Regions from separate parts of the Rattus norvegicus genome. Here region 1 is linked to region 2. The links are chromatin contacts, called in public Hi-C maps. All regions are on one chromosome and are shown on one strand. The core of a region is the stretch at or near the end of the contact, and the rest is flanking DNA. Distances in the headings are between cores, read along the strand shown.

The links. A called contact is a pair of places that touch in the nucleus more often than the background predicts.
Region 1: a contact with region 2 is called in a Hi-C map of liver, with 2.0 times the contacts expected there. The contact joins the promoter of Cct6a here to the promoter of Sbds in region 2. A contact is called at or near these places in 2 of 12 Hi-C or Micro-C datasets (both in liver).

The regions. Positions count from the first base shown.
Region 1 is chr12:32,517,226-32,520,609 of GRCr8, forward strand. It overlaps Cct6a (chaperonin containing TCP1 subunit 6A), which reads right to left and starts at 1,847. Exons shown (of 14, transcript NM_001033684.2): 1 at 1,693-1,847; 2 at 1,001-1,064; 3 at 123-257. The coding sequence starts at 1,829.
Region 2 is chr12:32,055,032-32,058,608 of GRCr8, forward strand. Sbds (Sbds, ribosome maturation factor) reads left to right here and starts at 1,626. Exons shown (of 5, transcript NM_001008289.1): 1 at 1,626-1,780; 2 at 2,705-2,834. The coding sequence starts at 1,653.

The DNA of each region.
Region 1 (3,384 bases), core at 597-3,096, 460 kb after region 2:
AGGCTCTCTGAGCTAAGCAGCTCAACCGTTCTACGGTGTGCCCTCAGCTAGCATCACATCAATTAGCACCATTAGCCCACCAAACAACAAGCAGAAACTCAGAAACATGAATCATTGTGTACTTCAGAAATGTAGAGGTCCGCTTGTTTGAGCAGCTCTCCGATGATGAGGACATTGGATGTAGTGCCATCGCCGGTTATGTCATCCTGCGCTGTAGCCACTTTTGCTATCAAAGAGGCTGTTGGGTGTTGAATTTGCTGCAGGTAGAAAAAGAACTACTTAAATGACTTATGGTTACCTAGGGTAAAACATAAGAAAGGCTTCTTTTACAGCGTCCCACTCAAGATTGCACAGCATGGCTACATTTTGGTTGGATGTTCAAGACATTCCCTTTACTGGGATGTGAACTACAGGACCTGAAAGTTCTGGTGAGGGAAATGGGTAATTGGGTCAATTTAATATGATCCCAGGGACAAAAATAACAACTCTAAGGTAGCCTGGTGTGAGGCGCACAGCTTTAATCCCAGCATTCAGGGAAAGAAAGTAGGTAATCACTGAGGCTTACACAGTGAGACTCATCTCAAACAAAGTAAGGAGATTTTTCATTTCTCCTGCAGTTGAGTAAAAAGATGATCATTCATTTTTGCTTTTCTTTCCCACTGCCCTGTTTTTGCATATGTAGCTCTGTCTGGCTTTGAATCCTGAGATCTAGTTGAGTACTGGGATTAAAGCTGTGTTACAAGATTTAGCTAAAGCAGACATAGCGATCTTTTATACAATTATTGTTATTATTTTTTTTTTAGCCCAGACTATACAAAGTAGGCCAAAACCAAAACAAAATACCAAGGACCCAAACACACATTTGAGACTCTACAGAGTTCCTCACCCACTACAGCACTTCCTATATTTCTGCTTGAAACGTACGATGAAGAATTTTATCCAGAAGGAACAGGTCAAAAGTTTTTTTTTTTTTTTAATACCTAGCACGGCAGCTTCTTACCATTTCATGAAGTAGCACATTGCCATCTTTAGTAAGTTTGATGTCTCCAGCACCAGATACAAGCCTGTCAAACGGGCAGGGATTGATGAGCAAGAATGTGACTTTCCAATAAAAAAGCAAGTAAGAATTCCACAAAGCAGCCAAGGGGTGATGTATATCACCCAACCCTCTCTTAAAGTCATGCAAATCTCTGGGAGTTCCAGACAAACCATAACTTATCAGTCAGACTCTACCTCGACTAATTACATAATGAAAAGACCCACGAAAGCGAAAGAGGAGTAAAGGGGACAAAAGGAGGCTATGAAATAGGACTCCAAAGCAGGCGTAATTTGAGGAACGGATACGAGAGGCGTGACTAAGAGTATACTTAAAAATCCAAGCGCTACGTCTCAGGGAACTTCACTAATTTGCTGGCTAATAAGGTAACAAAAACAGATCCTCCTGAAATTTGGGTCTTATTCCTACATCCTAGTAAACTCGGGGGGGCTGGGTTCAGGAAGGGTGCACACGCCATCCTCTTCCTCCAAAAGAAGTGGGTGCAACCCGCAACCCCGAAAGGCGCGAATCCGGGTGGTTTGGATGGGATGCAGCACAAACATTGTAGAAAATGCTAGTGCGAAGGCCTGGAGGCAGCGACTGGAGTTTGCGGCCATTGACCCGCCAGGCCCTCCCGCCCGCCAGCCCGGGCTTACATCTTCATGGTGCCTTTAGGGCCCAAGTTGGTCCTCAGAACATCCTGCAGGCCCCGTGCCGCGCTGATGTTCACCGCCAGCGCTGCCTGCGCCCGGGCCACCTCGGCTTTGGGATTTAGGGTCTTCACCGCCGCCATGGCTGGTCGAGCTCAGGGAGAGGCCGAGAACAACGTGCTCTATGCGGGTCTTCTCGAAAAGTCTTACGCATCTGGCCCGCCCCCAGCGTGCCCACAGAGCACCTCCATTGGATTGTGGCTCTCTTGGTGCCCGCTGATTGGCTTATCCTGACGCTGGTCTCTCTGGGCCCGCCCACACGCCAAGTCGCGACGTCATTGCGCATCCGAGAAACTTGTTCTCCGGTAATCCGCACTCCGAATTCTAAGGTTCCGTTGTGCTCGCCTCACAACGTTGCGGTTCCGCGCTTTAAGGATTACGGCGTGGCGGTTGCGCGGCCAGTTTTGCAGGAAAAGCACTACTGCTCGTGTGTGAGGGATGCTTCGACCTCGGCACTCGACTGGGCGTGACAGGAAGCAGAGGTGTCGGCCTCTATTTGCGGGGTGTCTCTAGCTACTGGACTCCGGGATGCTTCCCTCACACTCTCGCGAGGTTTCCCAGGTTCATTTGTCTTGCCTATTTTTATCCGTGAATGTGGGAACACAGAAAATGGACCCTTCCCCTCTACCCTGGTCATTTAAAAATCCCGGAGTTTGACGGGAGCATTATTGCTAGGCAGAAAGTACTAGATGGCTTTAGGAGTGGTGCGATGGGCGTTGAGGAGCCTCAAGAATCAGTCTATTCTTAGGGCCCAGGTCATTGAGGCAGTTTTGTTTTCTTAATTTTTAAAAATATGAAACAAAGATTCACTCTGTGTCCCGGCTAGACAGCTCACTGTCTAGCTTCGGACTCGTAGCAATCCTCCTGCCTCAACCTCCAACGTGTTATGAACTAAGCCTGCTAAAAACTCAAATATGGCTGGACAGTGGTACCCAGTCTTTGAAAGCATTCCTTTAAACATTAAAAAACAAAAACAAAAACAAAACCAACTAAGCGTATAGATGTTTCCCCTGCCAGTATGTCTGGGCACTTAGGTATAGATACGATACGTGCTGAATTTTTTTGAGTCACTTCTCCACACAGATGACAACTCATAATGCCGTTGGATGTATTCTACTGAGCTATACTGAAGGTTTTGCCATTTTGATAGGAATAAGAAATTCTCATTCCCCTCAACATCTGTGTGATACTCATTACAGAAACGATACATAGCCAGGCGTAGTGTCATATGCTTTTAATCCCAGAACATGGGAGGCAAGCAGATCTCTGTGCCTTCAAGGCCAGCCTGGTGTGCATAGCAAGTTCCAGGCCAACCATGGCTACGTAGTGAGACCCTGTCCAAAGAAAACAGAAGGTTTAGCAGGTGTATAGGTTCGAAATACAGAAAATTTAAAAAGGAAAAAGAACTAACCAGTCATCGGACTGACATTCCCAAACCTCTTGCTATTCTGGCTACACTAAGTATAATGTTTAAAGTAGCTTTGGAGATTTGAGAGATCGCAAAAGCTGTGCATATGATATTTGGCATGCAGAAGACTCGTGTTTACGTTTGTAGACCACTTGGCAGTTTCATCATCACTGCTGGTAAAACAAGGCAGAGGGAGACTGCAGAGTCAGTCGTCTGCTTACAAAGTAGAG
Region 2 (3,577 bases), core at 376-2,875:
TTAACTTGCCTATGTAGAACAAAATGGCTTCGAATTTACAATGCAATTAGCCTGCCTCTGACTCCCAGGTGCATAAGGTGCATAGGCCAAGAGAAATTGTATTTACTTCTTTAAAGAAATGTATAGATAGAGTTTTCAGACACACCACAAGAGGGTATCGGATTCCATTGCAGATGATTGTGAGCCACCATGTGGTTGCTGGGAATTGAACTCAGGACCACTAGAACAGTCAGTACTCTTAACCACTGAGCCATCTCTCCAGCCCCTCCAAGAGAATTTTTAAATAAGAAACAGAGAATACGGAATCTAAAAAGCAAGCAAACAAACAAAACAACAGACTAAGGGCAGCCAGGTGTAGTAGCACATACTTCTAATACCAATATGGGAGACTGAGACAAAATGCAGAGGATTGGATTGCCCATGAATTAGAGATTGGCCTAGGCTATATTGTGTTCAAATAAGCAAAACAAAGCAAAACCTACAATGACTATAGTATGCAGTCTATATGTACAGTGGGCGGGCTTCTTTGCATTTTATCTGGAACAAATCGACTGTAAAGAGAATTGTTTATGTTAGGAATAAAATGTGAAGTGCATATTAGATCAGTGTCTGATAACGGTATACTGAAATACTTAAATATTTAAGAATAAAACCATATGGGGTTGGGGATTTAGCTCAGTGGTAGAGCGCTTGCCTAGGAAGTGCAAGGCCCTGGGTTCGGTCCCCAGCTCCGGAAAAAAGAACCAAAAAAAAAAAAAAAAAAAGAATAAAACCATATGATGATTTGTTTTGAAGGCGATGATGAAAAAGGTTCTCAAGCAATCGAGGCTGGCCTCGGACTCCCTGTGCTGGCGAAGATGGCCTTGAACTCTTTGTATCCTGTCTATACCTGCCAAATTCTGGCATTACAGACGATGGCCATCCCGCGGGGTAATTTGTTGTAAAATAATACAGTTAAAAGAGGGAGGATAGAATAAGAATGAAAACAGGGGGGCTGGAGAGATGACTCAGTGGTTAAGAGCACCGACTGCTCTTCCCGAGGTCCTGAGTTCAAATCCCAGCAACCACATGGTGGCTCACAACCATCTGTAATGAGATCTGATGCCCTCTTCTGGTGTGTCTGAAGACAGCTACAGTGTGCTCATATATATAATAAATAAATAAAATATTTTAAAAGAATGAAAACAGGTGGATAATTATTGAAGCAAGATGGAAGCTCGTTACACTTTTTACCTCCTTTTTCCCCTCTAAAATTCTCCTTTAAAAAGTTAAAAATGAGTGCAGCGTTTAAACTCTGCAGAACTATTCAACCAGAATACCAAGTTCCCACCGGGACACTAAACATTAGTCACCAGCCTATAGCCATGACTGGCGCAAGTAAATGACGTCACCACCGAACAGAACGCCTTCCTTTGAGGGCGGAGATGGAGGGCGCAAAAGTCACACTGCGCAGGCGTAGTTGCTTTCTTCTACCGGGTTTGTACCCACCTGACGCATGCGCAGTAGGGCAATCGGGTACGCAGTAGCTGCTGCCCCGGAGTAGGGACCGGAAGAGCCGCGCACTCTTTGGGCGTTAAGGGTTCGCGCGCCGCAGGGTCGTTTCAGCTGAGCACTTGGAGTCCCCGCGAGCTCGAGATCTGTGAGCAGCCACCATGTCGATCTTCACCCCCACCAACCAGATCCGACTGACCAATGTAGCCGTGGTGCGGATGAAGCGGGGAGGGAAGCGCTTCGAAATCGCCTGCTATAAAAACAAGGTCGTCGGCTGGCGGAGTGGAGTGTGAGTGATGCTGCGTCCAGAGTTCAGCGGACCGGCCACTTCGAGGCCTGGTCTTCTTAACCCTGGCTCTTGAGAGTACCTTTCAGGACTGGTTTGCCTGATTCGGATTGGGTTTTGGTTTGAGATTTTGTTGGTGTCATAAAAACTGCCAGCTATAAACTTCGTCAGAGCCGGGTGGGACTATGTCTGTAATCCCAGTGCTCAGGATACTGAGGCAGGAGGATTGCTGTGAGTTCCAGGTGTGTTTGACCCTGTCCTAAAAAAAAAAAACAAAGCTGCAACCACGAGGACCCCGAAATCGCGGTGGCCTCTTGGATTAATGATTAAGACGCTATCACAAAGAAAAGAAACATTGTCATTTTTCCAAGGATAGTAGTCCGGAAGCTAATCCTACACCTACGAATACTGAAATTAGTACAGCAAACGTCTCACACACACACCTCAGAATCCCCCGTTTCCCAAAGTGCGTATAATGTCTTCGCTACTGCCATCTAGGGACAGACATTCCAGGACGCAAGCACCACTCCCCACCACACCCTGAGTTTTCTTACATAAAACAATGACGTGGTTTTTCCCTCCATAGTGCAGTGGGAGAATACAGATACTGTCCTGAGTTTTCGATTGGTCCTGCGCAGGTAGTCACCAGAGAGAGAGTAATTGTGTGTGTGTGTGGGGGGGGGGGGGTAGTGATTTCTCCTTTTTCCTTTAGGTTTTAGGCTTTAGGTTTTGGGGGTGAGGGTGGGGGATTGAGGCTTGTCTTAAATTTCCCTGCCTCTACTTCCTAAATGATGGATTACAGATGTGCACCTCACACCCAGCTTGTAGCACTTCCCTTTTATCTTGTTGGCATCTTGTGTTTAAATGTGAGTGGATTTTCAGCTGTCCAGTGGATTCACATAGGACTTTCTCTCCTGCCCTTTCAAGGGAAAAAGACCTTGATGAAGTTCTGCAGACCCATTCAGTGTTTGTCAATGTTTCCAAAGGTCAGGTTGCCAAGAAGGAAGACCTCATCAGTGCATTTGGGACCGACGACCAGACTGAAATCTGCAAGCAGGTAGGTCCTGCCAGCTGCAGCATAATCCATTCTCATAATCATAGCCAACATCAGAACCACTGGTTTTCTTGGGGAGGTTTTGTTGTTTTAGATTTTTTTTTTCAAGTTAATATTATTGGGAGATTTGGGGAGGTTTGTATGGTATTTGTTGCTTTTTTTTTTTTTTTTTTTTTTTTGACCTTTGAGACGAGTCTCACTATGTTGCCCAGGCGGACATCAAACTCAGCGGATAGCTATGCTGGTAGGGAACTTCAGATTCCCCAGCGTCGTGCCACCTCACCCACATCCATTACTTCTAAATACAGTCACAAAGAAAAGAAACTTTGTGTCTTAACTACTGCCATCTAGGGACAGACATTCCAGGACCCAAGCACCACTCCCCACCACACCCTGAGTTTTCCTCACATAAAACAATGTCGTGATATTTTCCCCCCTCCAAGATTAAATGGGAGAATACAGATATGGTGGAAGGGGAGACAACACACAGTATATCACTGTGTAGCTCTGGCTGGCCTCGAACTCAGTGATACATCTGCCTCTGCCTCCTGAGTTCTGTAATTAACGGTGCATTCCACCATGCCCAACTTTTTTTTTTTAGTGTACACACACGAGTACAAATTGGTGCAAGGTGTGTAAAAGACTAGAAAATGACCACAAAACTAAAATTGGATCCCCCTGGACCCGGAGTTAGAAGTGTTTGTTAGCTCTGTCGTCTGGGTTCTGGGACTTGAACTCCAGTCCTC